Regions from separate parts of the Mus musculus genome. Here all the other regions are linked to region 3. Evidence: chromatin contacts called from public HiChIP or PLAC-seq and promoter capture Hi-C data. All regions are on one chromosome and are shown on one strand. Each heading gives the region's core, a stretch centred on a gene start, on an enhancer-like site or on the middle of the called end of the contact. The rest is flanking DNA. Distances are from core to core; before and after follow the strand shown.

Region 1 (3,634 bases), core at 1,031-3,530, 350 kb after region 3:
TATGTAGTCCAAGCTGGCCTCAAAGTTGATAGCAATCCTCCTGCCTCAGCCTCCAGAATGCTGGAATTATGTGTGGGCTACTTCACTCAGTGTAGTGGTTTGAATAGGTTTGGTCCCCATAGATTAGTGTGTTTAAGTGGTTGGCCCATAGGAAATGGCACTACTAAGAGGTATGACCTTGTTAGAGTAGATGTGGCCTTGTTGAAGGAAGTGTGTCACTCTGGAGGTGGGCTTAGAGGTCATATATATGCCTAATCTCCTCCCAGTGTGGAACAGTCTCCATTTGGGTGCCTTCGGATCAAGATGTGGAACACTCTCATCTGTTTCTCCAGTACCATGTCTACCTGCATGCTGCCATGATAACGGACTAACCTTCTGAAACTGTAAGCCAGCCTCAGCCAGATGTTTTTCTTTATGAGTCACCTTGTTCATGGTTCTCTTCACAGCAGTATAACCCTAAGAACACAAGAGCAAAGATAGCAGAGCTGTCGAGGGGGTTGGGGTTCGGAAGCCCCCTGAGTGTGTACAGTGCATGCCCACAGGGACTGCTTGTCAGTAGGCAGACCAACTTTACTCAGAGTGACTGAAGGTTTATAAAGTTTGGGGGACTGAGGGTAGGGACATCCAAGATGAGCAAAGGCCATTATTGGCTGAGGACTTTAAGGGACCTAGAATGCCTCATTAGCATGGGGAATCCTCTTGGTAGTCTTGGATGCAGGTTGAATGACTAGGTTTATCAGGAGAAAGGAAATCGATCCTGCAAACTAACCAAGGCTAAATGACATTCCTCGGTAGAGGCAAGTGTGGGGCTTAGAATACCCCAGACAAGGCCAGAGAGAAAACCTCTGCCTAGGAGCGGAGTCGCACATATGTGCCCAGCCCAGAGGCAATCTGGTCGCAGAAGACTCATTTAGAGCTTTCCCACACTAAGACACCCTGTAAAAAATTTTCAATAAGTAAGATTTGAGTGTATAAACCGAATTCAAGATTTATTTTTATAAAACCAAAGTCTCCAGTGACGAGCAGGGTGTGTGGCCCTGGCCTGAGCCCTCTTGGGCCTTGAGCTTGGATGTGAATCACCTGCGCAGGCCCACGCCTCCAGGCACAGAAACCTCACCACAGTTTTGGAAGCAGGATGGTAACAGCTGTTGTCTAGGTTCTCTGTCCCTAGGAAAGGATTCTGGAGGGGATACCCAGAGCTGGGCTAGAAGGACCCTGCTGTGGCCAGTGATGGCTATGCGCAGAGCTCTGCTGTGCTTTTCCGTTATCTTTCTGTGTCTCAGTCGTTTGAAGTAAGATGGGTGGATGGACGGACTGCTCTTCAATAGAGGAAGCTGACGTAACAGCCACATGCTCACTGATGCATCAGAAGAGGAGAGACGGGCCAGGCGGTGGTGGCGCACACCTTTAATCCCAGCACTCGGGAGGCAGATTTCTGAGTTCAAGGCCAGCCTGGTCTACAAAATGAATTCCAGGACAGCCAGGGCTACACACACACAGAGAGAGAGAGAGAGGAGAGAGAGAGAGAGAGAGAGAGAGAGAGAGAGAGAGAGAGAGAGAGGGAGGGAGGGAGGGAGGGAGGGAGGGAGGGAGGGAGGGAGGGAGGGAGGGAGGGAGGGAGAGAGAGAGAGAGAGAGAGAGAGAGAGAGAGAGAGAGAGAGAGAGAGAAGGAGCTGGGCATCATAACACATACCTGCAACCTCGGAATCAGGGATGTGTGGAGGAGAGAGAGAGCATTATAGCCTGGCTGGGCCTATAAAAAGGTAGACAGACAGACAGACCAATCTATCTATCTATCTTTGGAAGCCTGAAATGTCACTTTTCAGTGGTGACAAAAATCAAAGAGCAAGTGTGACTTTTTATATCATCATAAAAGAGCAAACCTAAAGAAAAGTGTTGGAACGCTGTCAGCACTCACTGTTGGTGCTGAGTCACTGGAGCGCACCCTTGTGACTAAGCTCATTTCAGGTAAGATGAAGGTGAGTGCAAACCAGTGCTGTCCTTGCTGTGTTCCCATGCCTTCTGCAGGCGGGCCACCCACCAGTAGGACCTGTGTGCCCTCCCCAGAGAGGCTTCCGGGGTGTTGATGCCTCCCCATGGAGGAGCCAGAAAGTAGCTCTGGGCTTCTCCCTGCCCACTGTTCTCTTCCTAAGGAGAGCCTTGGAACTGACTCAGTAGCTCACTCAAAAAAAGTTCTGGAAGTTTGGAAAAGCTTCAGTGCGTCTCTCCACGTCTAAGGACTGAAAAGCATGCGCACCCCTGCCCCCTCAGGCGTGCTTCCCGCCCCCTCACGCACACTTCCCGCCCCCTCACGCATGCCACCATGGGAGCACTCAGCACAGCCTGCCTTCCACACAGAATCCATTTCAGATTTTCATGTAAGCTTCAAGGCTCCTTGACTGTTGGGAAAGCCTTAGGCCAAACCATGACCCCACCATCTCATCTGAGTTAATTGCCTGCTGTATATGTGTTAATTCATCCACTTAGCAGGCGATACCAAGGTCTTCTGTAAGACAGGGTAGTCATCAAACTTAGACACTAAAGTTGCTGAAAAATGAATGTGGTGTTTAGCTGTGGTTTTAGGTGTTTCAATTTTTTAATTATCTTGTCTACTAATGACCAAATTCATACGTTCTTTTTAAAGATTCAGGAAAAGGATAATGTGGGGACGGGGTGGAGGAGGCTGGCGTCTCTGGCTTGGAAGTCAGCTGTGGCTTTGTCTTCCATATTAGTTTATTAGTGTGAGCATAGTCACTAACTTCTATGGGAGGCTTCCACATCTGTAAACTTTACTAACTGCCCCTGCCTAGCAGGAACCTAGCACAGGAACCCACACCTGAGTGAGGGTTAGAGACACCCCCCTCCAGGCCCCCCCAGCCAGCCATTGGGCGGCCCTAAGAAGAGATGGACGACTGGGCAGCAGCCAGCCCCTGGTTTTGATGTGCTTTTGAACCCATATCTGGGCATGACAGTCAGTATGAGGCCTGCCTGTGGCTCTCAAGAGTCCCTCAACTGCCTTAGCACATGGGGGTGGGGCACAGTTGGGTAGGTTGGATTCTGTCTCCCAGGTAAATGCTGCTCCCCACTTTGTGCTCTGTGGATCTGCAGCCACGGTGGACACTAACACTGGTGGCTGGCTTGTTAACATTTTTTTTCCCATGACAATTTTAACTCTCCAGTAGGAATGGGTTTTCCTTCAGTTTGTAAAGCTTTTTCAGAAGAATAGGTTATCTAGCAGACACAGTTTCAGCTCCGAAACATAGTTTCAAGTCTAAAAGAAACCTCTTTGAAGAGACCCTGCCCCCTCAGCATTATCAGAACACATTCATCAAGATTCGGAGTTCCCCAGGAGTGGCCATATTAGTTACGGAATCTAAAAAGCATGGGCAGGATTATCTTATGTGTGCATTAATCAATAGCGTGTTTACCTTACTTATCTTTGCTTCCCTCCAGCAATGCACATGGTTTTTGTTTTTTGGTGGGGTTTTGTCTTTTAGGAGAAAGAGCTATGTTAAAGTGTAATTTTATTTTGTTGGGTTTCTTTCCTTTTTAATTCTAAAAGAAGGTCTTGACCTTTAGTATTAAATGGGCTGATTTGTAAGGATGCTTTAGAGAAAATAATTGACTTTCTAGT
Region 2 (3,728 bases), core at 114-2,613, 370 kb after region 3:
GGAGACCGTAAAGCGACTGGAGTTTATTGCCGCGATACCGTTAAGTAGCTACAGAGCGCAGCTCCTCTCTTTCTCTTTAAATGCCATCTTACCACAGGCATCTAAAGCAACAGCAGCAGCTACAAAATGGTGTCTGAATAATTCTGAGTTCAAAACAAGATCTGTGTACAGGCAGAATAAAAAGATGTTCAATTAATAGTGTGCCATGGACCGGAACAAAACATCTGCAACTGGGAGTTTTGTGTAAACCGTAATAGAGATGCGACTCACAGAGACCAACAGTAAATTCTTGTTTCCTTGTACAGTTTAGTGAGGTGGTCTGTGTTCTTGCAAACGACTTACAAAGTACAAGAAATGTTGCATGTGGGCACTAGGCATAAAATATTTCATTTCCTTACACAAGGCATAGCAGTGGTACAGGGAACCCAGTGGGTACCCCGCCATCTCTCTTCCAAAGATGAACCTCCCAGAACGGCAGTAGATGCCTGGCAGCAAGCCACCCATGACAACTTTTTTTGGTTGTTTAAAATACAAGCACATTCTCAGATTGCCCTCCTCGGCTGTAACCCCCCGACGTGGTGGGAGGCAAGCCCTCAGCCTCTTGCGTAGTTTCCCCTTAGAATTATGTACAGGACACCTACAGATACGGTACACACTAGTATGAAATCAATGGTAGTTTGCGATTCCAGACCTGACCCCGTGGTTAACTAAACAGACCACGTCGGTTCTGAACATTGGTTCCCAGTTAAGAAGGCTCTGAAGCATCTGCATCAGACACAGGCTTCTCGACGGCCGGGGTGCAGTCGCTGACTCTGTCCTCAACAGTGGTGGGGACCTTGGAAGCAGGAGACGTCACATCCACAGTGAGGGAAGAGGCGTCTGCCTTTGCAGTAGTCATGACAGGGTCAGAAGGTGGGCCCATGGCAGGAAGGGAAGACAGCGGCTCCCCTGCGCTGGCTGCAGAAGAGCCCTCTGGAACCAAAGGGAATGACGGGAGGAAGTCGGACAGCATGGGGAGAGGTGCAATGCCAGGTAAGTTTCGGGGAGGCAAGGAGGGAAGAGGTGGCAAACCTAGGATAGAAACAGCAGAGGTCACATATTCTCCCAGCAACCAGAGCACGGCCATCAAGCTCCTCTACCTGCCCCTGAGAGCCTGCAGCCGAAGCAGAGCTCTTTGCTCACTGCCACCTTTGCTGACCTCTAACTGGAGGCTGGGGCCAAAAGCTTTCCAGGCCCAAGCTCCGTGTACTCAGCCCTGCACTCAGGAGTCTGCCGATGCGACAACAGCTCCCTCCAGAGCCATGGGAAGCAGTGCTCCCTGGCGTTCAAGGGCGCTGGCTGGATGTGAGCTAGGAGGATCCTGCCCAGGCAAGGCGCCTCTTGTCAGCTAAGAGGAGGAGCTGTGGAGGAGCAGCAGCACTGCCTCAAGGGAGCCGCCCTGCACCTGGGGAGGCCCCGCACTGCCTGTGCTGCTCTTGGTGCGTTATTCTGGAGATCTTCAGAGAGGAAAGAGCAAAGGGAAGGCGGATTGTACGGGGTATGTCCAGGACACCACTGGCTGGAGAAGCTGTCCTGTCCTTAGAGGCTTGCTGCATTTAAAGACAGAGGGACCAAGAATATGGGCCCCAGGGAAAAGAAGCAGGGAGTGTGGTCGGTGCAGCTGGGGCTTTCTAGGTCCCTTGTTCTTCAGCCCTGGCACTGAAGATGTAAAAAATGCAAACCTGTCAGAAGTGTGACAATGACAACCACTATTCAGTATGGAGTGATCACTGCAGTGTCATGATGGGCAGTCACAGGGAGCGTCAGCAGGAGCAGGCTTGGGGACTGCTGCTCCCTTTTCACCTGGGCATATGACCTGAGAGCCACCTGCTGGCAGCTGGTGCTCTGGGTTACTATTATAAAACCATCTGTCAACCCCCAGAACACTTAGCTGGCCCGAGTGCAGAGCTGTGGTCCTAGCACTTGAGAGGCTGAGGCAGGAAGTTAATCCAGGCCAGCTACAGTGAGACTCCGCCTGCCCCTCCAATCTCAGAAAAACAAAAATACCAGGCCTGGACTGCACAGAGCAGTCACCAGCATTTCCTGTGGGTAGCATCCTTAAACAGGAAGTGAAGAGAGGGGACTCAAGCATCTTTATTAGGTGACTGTACCACACTGTCAAATTCAGTGCACAGTGCAACTCCACTGATCCTATGGTAGCCTGCCTGGGGCCAAACCTACCAGGGTGTAGAGAAAGGGAGGGAGGCAGAAGGCCGGGTCATGGACTTCTTTCTTCTTCTCCATATAAAAGATGGATACTGATTAGAAGTAGCTGAAATGTGTTTAGCTGAGATGCTCTTTCTGGAAAAGACTGAACGGGAGGCCTCGCTTTCCTGAATCCATGTTTTTATTAGCAATGTCTTAGGAGGGTAAGGCATGCAACATACCCGGGCTCCCGAGCTCTGGCAAACCGACCCCTGGCATGATGTGCGGAGCAGGGAGGTTGAAGTTGGAGAGGCTGGGGAGGTTGGGGAGGCTAGGCAGCCCTGCTGACAAAGGCATCAGACCTGAGCAGAGGGCGAGAAAGAACACAAGGTAAGTCGTTCCCCTGGGAAGGAGACAGGTCATCACACGCTGACAAAAGGATCTCTTCAGAATTCCGACACCAGGGTTCACTGATGAGCGACAACTGAGTCTCACAGAACGCGCTCTGCCTCGTCTGAGGGATCAGGCTGTGAAAGCAGCAAATGCTACACAAGCAACACACGCTCCCACGGCCCTGGACCAGAGAGAAGGCGCCTACCTACACACTAACAGCTCACCGTGCTGCCCATCGTTCTGTGTGAGCACATGCGCAGTTCATGGCTGACTACATCTGCACACTGACAACTGTAGCCCTGTAATGGGAGGCCCTGACAACGCACATACTCATTACTCAAGTAACATCTCACGGATATCAGCTAGACAACAGGACTTAGTCTGCACTGGAAATACCGAGAATCCACACAATTTAACACGGGAGCATCTCAATGCACAAATAACTACGGCGCCGCCTTAGCCGGGCGGCCACAGAAGAGCCTCCAGCAAGTCCTACACACACATGCGTGGGAAGGTGAGATGTTGGGGAGTCTCAGGCTAAGTGGCACCTGTTTCCTGGCCTGCTAAGGAGAGTACTCTTGTTCTGTCACAGAGCTCTGCAGTGATAATGGACGGTTAAAAGACAAAGAGTTTCAGGAGCAAACACCATTATCAAACAAGTCTTTAGCCTGCTGCTTACTTGGTAATGTGGTAGCTGGGTTCATTGGTGGCATAGAAGCAAGGGACTGGTTTACTTGTGGCGGCAACAATGGTACAGTTGGTACGCCTAAAATAAAGCACATTAAATCATTTTAAACCAATTCTACCGCCAGATATGAAGAGATCACATACAGGAGGATGCTGTTCCGGCTTCACTATGGCCGAACTCTTGGCTGTATCATTACTATGTATAACCTTTCAGAGCTAACTCACCAATGCATGTATGGCCCTGACAGACACCTTAGCCTCAGCCTGGTGAGGGAAGAAAACTGTGTAGCCTTCCCTGGATAGACTCCCTGGACAAGAAATCTGTCACTGCCCTAAGATGGGTCAGATCAAGAGCAGGCTCGTGCAAACACGCAAGCATGGGCTGCTGGAGCCCCCTCTGCCCTGGAACAGTGAAAGGCGGCCTGAGAAACAAGGGTGATCACAGGGCTGTCTCAGCAGACAAA
Region 3 (3,401 bases), core at 498-2,997:
CTGGAGTCAAGGCAAACCTCAAAAATCACTAGTCTCTCTGACTTCCAGTTTCTGATCCCACAAGAAAAGAACTTAGGCGTTATTAATCACTTCTGAGATAGTTCCAGCTGGTGCCCTGCAAGCATGAGGACCGGAATTTAGATCCCCAATACTCATGGTTTTCCTAGAGTTGTGGAGGTGGAGACAGGCAAATTCATAGCACTTGCTGACCAGGCTGTCTACAGGTATTCTAGCTTCCCAGTCCAGTGAAAGGAGAACCTATCTCAACAAGGTGATTTGCTCCGGAGGAACAACACCACTGAAGCTTGGCACACAGAAAAATGCCCATAATTCTTACAGATGCAAAGTGAAAGATAAAGAGCGGCAATTCCATAATCCCTTAATCCAGGTGACGGGCATGGAAGCATCAATTCACTGTGTCGTTCTCTTCAGTCTGACCTTGAATGGATGGAGGCTGGCTGTTAAATACTATTTATCTACAAATACTATACTTTTGTTTGAACATTTTTTTTCTCTTGGGAAAAAAAAAAAAGTACTTCTAAAACAAAATGCCTGTCTCCTAAGCAGCATCTAATTATTTCACAACCCATTTTCTGGACTCTGATCTTTAAATGGGTATAAAACAGCAAACTGTGCTGAGAAACGTATTATTTTGCCTGTGCTATAATTTTGTGTGAAATAAAAGTATTTACAAAGATGAAGTCCGAAACTTTAGACTTAACGAGTTTTTAAGATCACATGCATTTTCCACCTAGTTTTATTATGGACTCATTTTTTTTTTTTTTTTCATCTTCCAATTTCACTAAGTACTAAAGAAGCCACGTGGTTCTATAAAAACTAGGGTCAGGTGGATTATAGCAAAAAAAAAAAAAAATCATCACCAAGAATTTACCTGCTGACACAGCACCGGTAATTGTCAAAATATATTCTTCCTCTCTCATAGGCTATAGGTGACTTGGAATGAGTTGTCCAAACATTCTTAAATTTAGTACTCTCCTGAAAGACACAAAGAATTTCAGTTTAGGAAAGAACTCAGTCCCCTGCTATGGAACCATTTTCGGTGGGTAGTTGAAATCTACAGTTTTAAAGTACATTGTTTCTCCTTTTTTTTTTTTTTTTTTCTCCCTCTGCCCATAGATGTCGGTTTAGTTGGATGCCCAAGTTTTGAATCGATTGTTTGCAGGAAGGCAAAAGAAGCTTTTTAAAAACTACGCCAGGCGGCGGACCTGAGTACCTATTTTCTAATACCCTAATTGCGGGACACGGATGCCCCTCCCCACGTAAGACCCTCAAAGGGGTATCAGAGCGCGTAAAAAACTGCAGCCCGGCAGGAGGTTGGACCCCGGGCACCCCGACTTCGGCGGGCGTCACCTGGCACACCAGCGCCCGCAGGATGCCCAGGTTCGTCCTCTGCACCACGCCTGCGTCGCGTGCATAGAAGCCCAGAGCCCGGCGACTCAGCCTGCGGCACACATTGGCCTTCCGGGTCCGGCCCATGGAGACTAGGGGTCCGCAGGGCCCAGGAGGGGCGCGCCCCTCACTTCCGCGAGGGGTGGCAGCCGCCACCTGCGAACCTCAAAGGAAGGCTGACGCGGGACCCCGCGCTGGGGACTCGGGGCAGAGATCAAGAGGTAGCGACACACGGATTTGACGCAAAGGAACAGAATCAACGGCGCCTTCCTGGCCCTTCTTTCTGCTCTCGGGATTAACGCTGCACCTCGCGGCCCTCCGTATCCACTCCCTCTCCCGGAAATGTAGTCCCCTTGGCCTTTTCCGCCCCTATGGCTTCTTTTTCAGAACTACAATTCCCGTCAGGCAGAGCGAGGGCTGGCCTGGCCCCGCCCCACCCCTCCCTGCCCCTAGCCCGCCTCTCCTGGCCCTAATAGGCTGCGCCGTAGGGCTGCGCAGTGGGTCGGGTAGCCTTCCGGGCTGCACGCGGTAAACCTGGATAGCTTTGGTGGGTGCTGTGCAGCCACCTGGTGGTGTCGCTTCACCTGTGTGTCCCAGGAAGCAGTCCCTTTCTGCCCTGGTCGTGGGACGACTGCCAACCCCTCCTTTGGCCCTGCAAGGCTCTGGCCACGCGTCCAGAGGGGCGTTGTGGCCAGTGGGACCCTCCAAAGGTACGCCCCGTGGCTTTCCCTCAGCCGCACTTGGGACGTTGTGGATGAGGTTGACTTCAACATTTAGTTGTGTAACCACTATGCTTTTGTATGGTAATTAGTGGTGAAAGTTGCTGTTTTTCCCATCAAAGTAGGATTGAATTTCTCCTTCCCAAAGGCTCGTCCTTGTGTGGCCAGCGGGGACCCTGACTGGTTTTGTGGTAATTGCTGTGTTTTCTTCCTCCTTCCATTTTTCCCCCTTATAGGGAATAAAATATGAAATGTTTGCATTCTTATTGAACTGCCTAAGATAATCCAGGTTGACTTCTCTAAGTAAAAAATAACATTCTCTGTGAACTAGCTCAGCCTGCGTGTTCAAAATTACTAACATACTAAAAATTTCCGTAACTGTATACCAAATGCGACCCGTAACCTCATTGTAAACCCCTTTAGTGTGGTGTCTGCATCTCCCACATAGACTTAATAGACTTGGCATGCCACTCCGTGATCTTAAGTGCTTAAAGAAAAAGTCAGTAAGCACACCAGCTTTCTGATCGACAGAAGTACAGTACAGGATGGATGTGCTGGATCAAACGTTAGCCGTTTCATTTTGTTGTTTTAAATGGAAAACTCTTATACCCTTGATGCATTTCCTTCGGGGTCTGGCTTTTTTGTTTGTTTGTTTGGTTGTTTTGTTGGAGGTTTTTTTTTTCCCCCCCTGATATTTCATGACCTGCTTATAGCATACGGTGGAGTGAGTGCTTTGTATATTTTTAGAAAGCTCCACAATAGTTAATTTGGTCATTCATGAATGCAGCTGTCACTGAAATGCTGGAACCCAGAAAAATATAGCTGGATTTTCTTTGGCTGAAGCGAAATGCAAATCATTGCTGAATTGCACTCATCATTTCCTTTTTGTCTTTCTTGTCGCAGCTCTTGTCTTTCTGTGCTCTCCCACCATGGCTGAGCTTTGGTTTCTGTGCTTGTTTTTCACATGACTTCTAAGATGCCACTATGCTCCACTATTACCACAAAAACAGTAGCAAGTAGTGGGCATATTGTGATCATACCTTCCGCGCATTCACTTTAACATATTAAGTCCCAACAACTGGATGCAGACCACCCATTCAGACATGAGGGCCATGCCCCTCACTTGCTGCTCTACTGTAATGGCGCTGTCTTTCTTGGTTTGGACCAAAGTCCCCCCAGTTTCTCCCAGGTCTGAATGCTTAACCTCTGGAAACTCTGTGCGCTTGAGAAGACTGTTTACTTGCTTCTCCTTCACGTCCACTCTTACCAGGG
Region 4 (3,583 bases), core at 340-2,839, 280 kb after region 3:
AATTGAAAACTAAGAATACAATAATAGATGAGTAATTTGCAGCTAGCAGAGCTAAGAACAGAATATCAATGCCTATTGAAATTGAGGATGGGAACCAAAGCCCAGTCCATTTTACAATTTTGTCTAGAACTAGTATTAGTCGAACTACCTGTTAGATGCTAAGATGAACAAGTCAACTTGTCTAAATTCATGATTTCGTTATCTTTTGTCCACTCCAGATTTTTTGCCAAACCATTTTGAAGTGATTTACATTTTATACTAGTTACTGGACTTTATTTGAAAAAAAAAGAGGCGAGTTTGCTGTTTATGGAAGGGAAAAGATTTTGTAGCTCGTGGGACAATTCACTGAATGGTTCTGAGGCTGAGAAAATGAGACTTGGACAAGGCAGGGCAACTTTGGCCAACAGAACTGTTTCCCTTCTGATTGTGGTGGTCTTAAGGGAAGCCAGCCCATGAAGCAACACCTTTCTCCTCCACCCCATGCTTATGTCTCTCTGAGAGCCTAAGCTCTCCATCTGTGGATCACCCCATGGTAAACCTCTGTCTCCAAAAATATTCACATTTGTGGGCCTGTGTACCAAAGGCTTTCCAAGGAGATCTCTGGCCCGGCCAGAGCAGCCCTGCACTGAGTCGGTTTGGGTTGGGCTGACAAGAGGCTGACTAGCCAGTGAGGAGTGTGGCGGAGCTTCAGGCAGAGCTTCGGGAGAGCAGACCTCTTCCTAAGTGTTACAGCTCTTAGGACAGAAGGCTTGGATGACCAAGTAGTTCTCTCATGCCTTTAATCCTTCCGGATAGGATTCTTATATACAGTTTTGGGGTGGGTAAGGGTCTGTCTGGCAGCAGGTACTTCTCATTGGTTTTGTCTGAGAGCTTTGGGGAAACCTTATTTGCATGTGGGAGGGCTCGGTGCGGCTCCTACATGACTGATGGCCACATACCTCTCTGTGGGGGGCTGGGGAGGCTGTAGCTACCTACTGATAGGAGCCAGGGACCCAGGAGGCATGGCAGAACACCTGCTGTCCCATGCAGGTGGAAATCACCCCCCACTGGGTCACTGGGGTTCCAGACTTTTGCTAGACTGGGGACCAGGTTGTCTGTGCACAGCCCACCACCCCACACACATTATGATCCATAACAGTAGCAAGATTACAGTTATGGAATCATGAAAATAATGTTATGATTGGGGGTGACCACAGCATGAGGAGCAGTGGTAAAGGGTCTGAGCATTAGGAAAGGTTGAGGCTGACTGTTTCTAGGGAAAGAGCTGATTGGCTTCGTTGCTGATTGCTTTTGGTTGTGTTTTCTCTTGTGTTTTTAGCTATAGGCATGGGTCAGGAGTGTGTATGAGAAGGCTCTTTACAGTGTCTGTAGTACACCAAAAATGTAAGGCAGCACAAAACAAATAACCTGATGCTTGCCTACTCAAAGTCCCAGTGGAGGTTGAGTACCTAAGATAGGAAGGGTTAATTGTGTTTGATATCATAAGACTTAAGTTTTGAATTAAAAATTTGAGACAGTGCTTTTTAGGGAGTCAATTTATATTAGATTAGCATGGTTAGATGGGGGCATCTATTGGTGAAGTACAGTACTGCATTCAGTTCTTCACCTCTGCCCCTGAGTTTTCATAGGGTCTGTGTAGCTGCATTTGGAGAACTTCTTACAGGGCCAAGTAGTTAATGTCATATGAATTCTGCCACAGTGCTTTACTTCATTCTGACATGGCACTCAAATAGCCATAGACCAACTGTCATTCAGTGTGTAGTTGGTTACATTCCAGCGAAACTTTGTTAAAATAGGTGATGGGTTAGAGTTTGATGTTCCCTTGTCTCCTGCAGATATTCCCAATAGGATTTTATGGGATAGAATGGCCTTTAATATTTTATGGTCTGATTTATGCTTATTAGCTACATAAGGACTCCTAACAAGTAATTTTCTATTTGTTTAATCTTAAGTGTGAGTGTGTGCATACTTGTGCTATGTGGCATGCCTGTGGGAAAGCCAGAGGATAACTTTGGGAGTTGATCTCTCTTTCTTATTTATTTATTCATTTATTTATTTATTTATTTATTATATGTAAGTACACTGTAGCTGCCTTCAGACACTCCAGAAGAGGGTGCCAGATCTTGCTACGGATGGTTGTGAGCCACCATGTGGTTGCTGGGAATTGAACTCAGGACCTTCAGAAGAGCAGTCAGTGCTCTTAACCGCTGAGCCATCTCTCCAGCCCCTTGATCTCTCTTTCTATCCAAGAAGACATAAAATGTGGAGGCATTTAAATGAAGAAGCAAATTCTTAAAATTTAGTTTTAGTAGTTTCGGCTTAAAAAATTGTACCTGCTAGTTATGATTCCTCAGAGATTATCAGTGAAAGCTTTACAGAATTACACATCAGTAGCTGTCATGGAAATGCAAATCAGAACTGTGATGGGATATTATCTTACCCTCATCAGAATGGCTATTCCAAAATAGCAGAAATAACATGCAGGCCATGATGGGAACAAAAAGAAAGTCTTAGTCACTGCCTGTGGGAATGCAAATTAGGGTGGCCATTATGTAAATCAGAGGAGATTCTTCAGAAAAACTAAGTCTATAGGATGAAATAGCTGTCTTGCTTCTAGAATATACCCAAGGGAAATGAAGTCAGTATATCAGAGATAAAAAAAAATACAAAGAAGTACTTTTCAATGATAAATGTGAAATCTCAGGGCTGGAGAGATTGCTCAGTGGTTAAGAACCCTAGCTACTCCACCAGAGGACCCAGGTTCAGTTCCTAGCACTTGGGCATGGCAGTTCACAATCTTGTATAACTCTAGTTCAAGAAGATCTGACACCATCTTCTGGTTCCCTTGAGGACTGCACACTTGGTACAAAACAAAGATATGCACTCACCACTCATCCACTTAAAATGAAAATAAATCTTAAAAAAAAAAGAGGACTGTTGATGGCTCAGTGGTTAAGAGAACTAGCTGCTTTTCCAGAGGACCTGGGTTGGATTCCCAGTACCCAAATGGTGGCTCACAGCTGCCTGTAACTCTAGTGTCAGAGAAACTGATGTTTTCTTCTGAACATTTTGGTGCACATACAATAAGCTGGCAGGCGCCATTTTAAAAGATAAAAACATTTGCCATTTGTGTCAAAACTGGCAGAACTAGAGGACACTGTTGGGTGAAATAAGCCAGGTGCAGAAGAACAAGTATTACACGCTCTGTGTTTTGTGGAAAGAACTACTTAGATATCTCAAGGTAAGATACTAAAGTAAGGGGAGAGGGAAGAGTAAAGGATGGACTGGGAAGGACTTGCAGCCATCTGTTCTGTGCTTTGTATGGAACTATGAGAAAGGAGCTGGAACAGGTGATCAGAGCTGGAAGTGATAACTACCCTGATTTAACTGGCATGTATTGAGTTACAGCGTTGTACCCATAAATATGTTACTTTAAGTAAAAACAAAATATGTAAGTGTCTTAGTCAGGGTTTCTATTCCTGCACAAACATGACTAAGAAGCAAGTTGGGGAGGAAAGGATTTATTCACCTTACACTTCCACATTGCTGTTCATCACCAAAGGAAGTCAGGACTGGAACTCAA

The links. Promoter capture Hi-C pulls out the DNA fragments that hold promoters and counts their contacts. HiChIP or PLAC-seq counts read pairs in DNA pulled down with a chosen protein or histone mark.
Region 1: a promoter capture Hi-C map of embryonic stem cells shows a contact between it and region 3, with 6 times the contacts expected there. The contact joins the enhancer-like site here to the promoter of Dcaf17 in region 3. A contact is called at or near these places in 29 of 39 promoter capture datasets (the 3T3-L1 cell line, 3T3-L1-derived adipocytes, the HPC-7 cell line and 18 more), 8 of 15 datasets of contacts at CTCF or cohesin (the NIH/3T3 cell line, embryonic stem cells, hippocampal excitatory neurons and 3 more), 151 of 484 Hi-C or Micro-C datasets (the 3T3-L1 cell line, 3T3-L1-derived adipocytes, the 63-12 cell line and 71 more), 50 of 115 datasets of contacts at active chromatin or transcription factors (the 230-238 cell line, SST interneurons, T-cell acute lymphoblastic leukemia and 31 more) and 5 of 9 other capture datasets (adipose tissue, embryonic stem cells, liver and 2 more).
Region 2: a contact with region 3 is called in an H3K27ac HiChIP or PLAC-seq map of embryonic stem cells, with 9 times the contacts expected there. The contact joins the enhancer-like site here to the promoter of Dcaf17 in region 3. A contact is called at or near these places in 7 of 39 promoter capture datasets (the HPC-7 cell line, cranial neural crest, frontonasal cranial neural crest and 4 more), 1 of 15 datasets of contacts at CTCF or cohesin (the NIH/3T3 cell line), 7 of 484 Hi-C or Micro-C datasets (bone marrow-derived macrophages, cochlea, embryonic stem cells and 2 more), 25 of 115 datasets of contacts at active chromatin or transcription factors (the 230-238 cell line, acute myeloid leukemia, bone marrow-derived macrophages and 15 more) and 4 of 9 other capture datasets (adipose tissue, embryonic stem cells, liver and 1 more).
Region 4: a contact with region 3 is called in a promoter capture Hi-C map of embryonic stem cells, with 3 times the contacts expected there. The contact joins the enhancer-like site here to the promoter of Dcaf17 in region 3. A contact is called at or near these places in 21 of 39 promoter capture datasets (the 3T3-L1 cell line, the HPC-7 cell line, HPC-7-derived erythroid cells and 14 more), 5 of 15 datasets of contacts at CTCF or cohesin (CD8 T cells, the NIH/3T3 cell line, large pre-B cells and 2 more), 104 of 484 Hi-C or Micro-C datasets (the AML12 cell line, B cells, the C2C12 cell line and 63 more), 39 of 115 datasets of contacts at active chromatin or transcription factors (the 230-238 cell line, CD8 T cells, DN3 thymocytes and 27 more) and 5 of 9 other capture datasets (adipose tissue, embryonic stem cells, liver and 2 more).

Annotation. Positions count from the first base shown.
Region 1 is chr2:70,707,862-70,711,495 of GRCm38.p6, reverse strand. Gm38528 (a long non-coding RNA gene) reads right to left here. Exons shown (of 4, transcript XR_866403.3): 2 at 1,694-1,753; 3 at 373-456. Among named protein-coding and RNA genes, the nearest start is that of Gm38528, 5.3 kb to the right of the region's middle. Within about 2 kb of position 2,280, at least 19 of the 459 cell types and tissues checked have an H3K27ac peak or open chromatin away from gene starts, as enhancers often do. A contact at or near this core is called in embryonic stem cells, expanded potential stem cells and trophoblast stem cells, where this site is marked.
Region 2 is chr2:70,688,001-70,691,728 of GRCm38.p6, reverse strand. Gorasp2 (golgi reassembly stacking protein 2) reads right to left here. Exons shown (of 10, transcript NM_027352.4): 8 at 3,257-3,343; 9 at 2,427-2,546; 10 at 4-1,071. The coding sequence ends at 746. Among named protein-coding and RNA genes, the nearest start is that of Gm38528, 14 kb to the left of the region's middle. Within about 2 kb of position 1,363, at least 41 of the 459 cell types and tissues checked have an H3K27ac peak or open chromatin away from gene starts, as enhancers often do. A contact at or near this core is called in embryonic stem cells, epiblast stem cells, pancreatic islet and 1 more, where this site is marked.
Region 3 is chr2:71,054,090-71,057,490 of GRCm38.p6, reverse strand. It overlaps Dcaf17 (DDB1 and CUL4 associated factor 17), which reads right to left and starts at 1,747. Exons shown (of 14, transcript NM_001165980.1): 1 at 1,372-1,747; 2 at 893-996. The coding sequence starts at 1,497. It overlaps Mettl8 (methyltransferase like 8), which reads left to right and starts at 1,885. Exons shown (of 10, transcript NM_145524.3): 1 at 1,885-2,120.
Region 4 is chr2:70,777,832-70,781,414 of GRCm38.p6, reverse strand. The region is part of intron 2 of Tlk1 (tousled-like kinase 1); the gene reads left to right. Among named protein-coding and RNA genes, the nearest start is that of Tlk1, 46 kb to the left of the region's middle. Within about 2 kb of position 1,589, at least 48 of the 459 cell types and tissues checked have an H3K27ac peak or open chromatin away from gene starts, as enhancers often do. A contact at or near this core is called in CD8 T cells, DN3 thymocytes, centrocytes and 9 more, where this site is marked.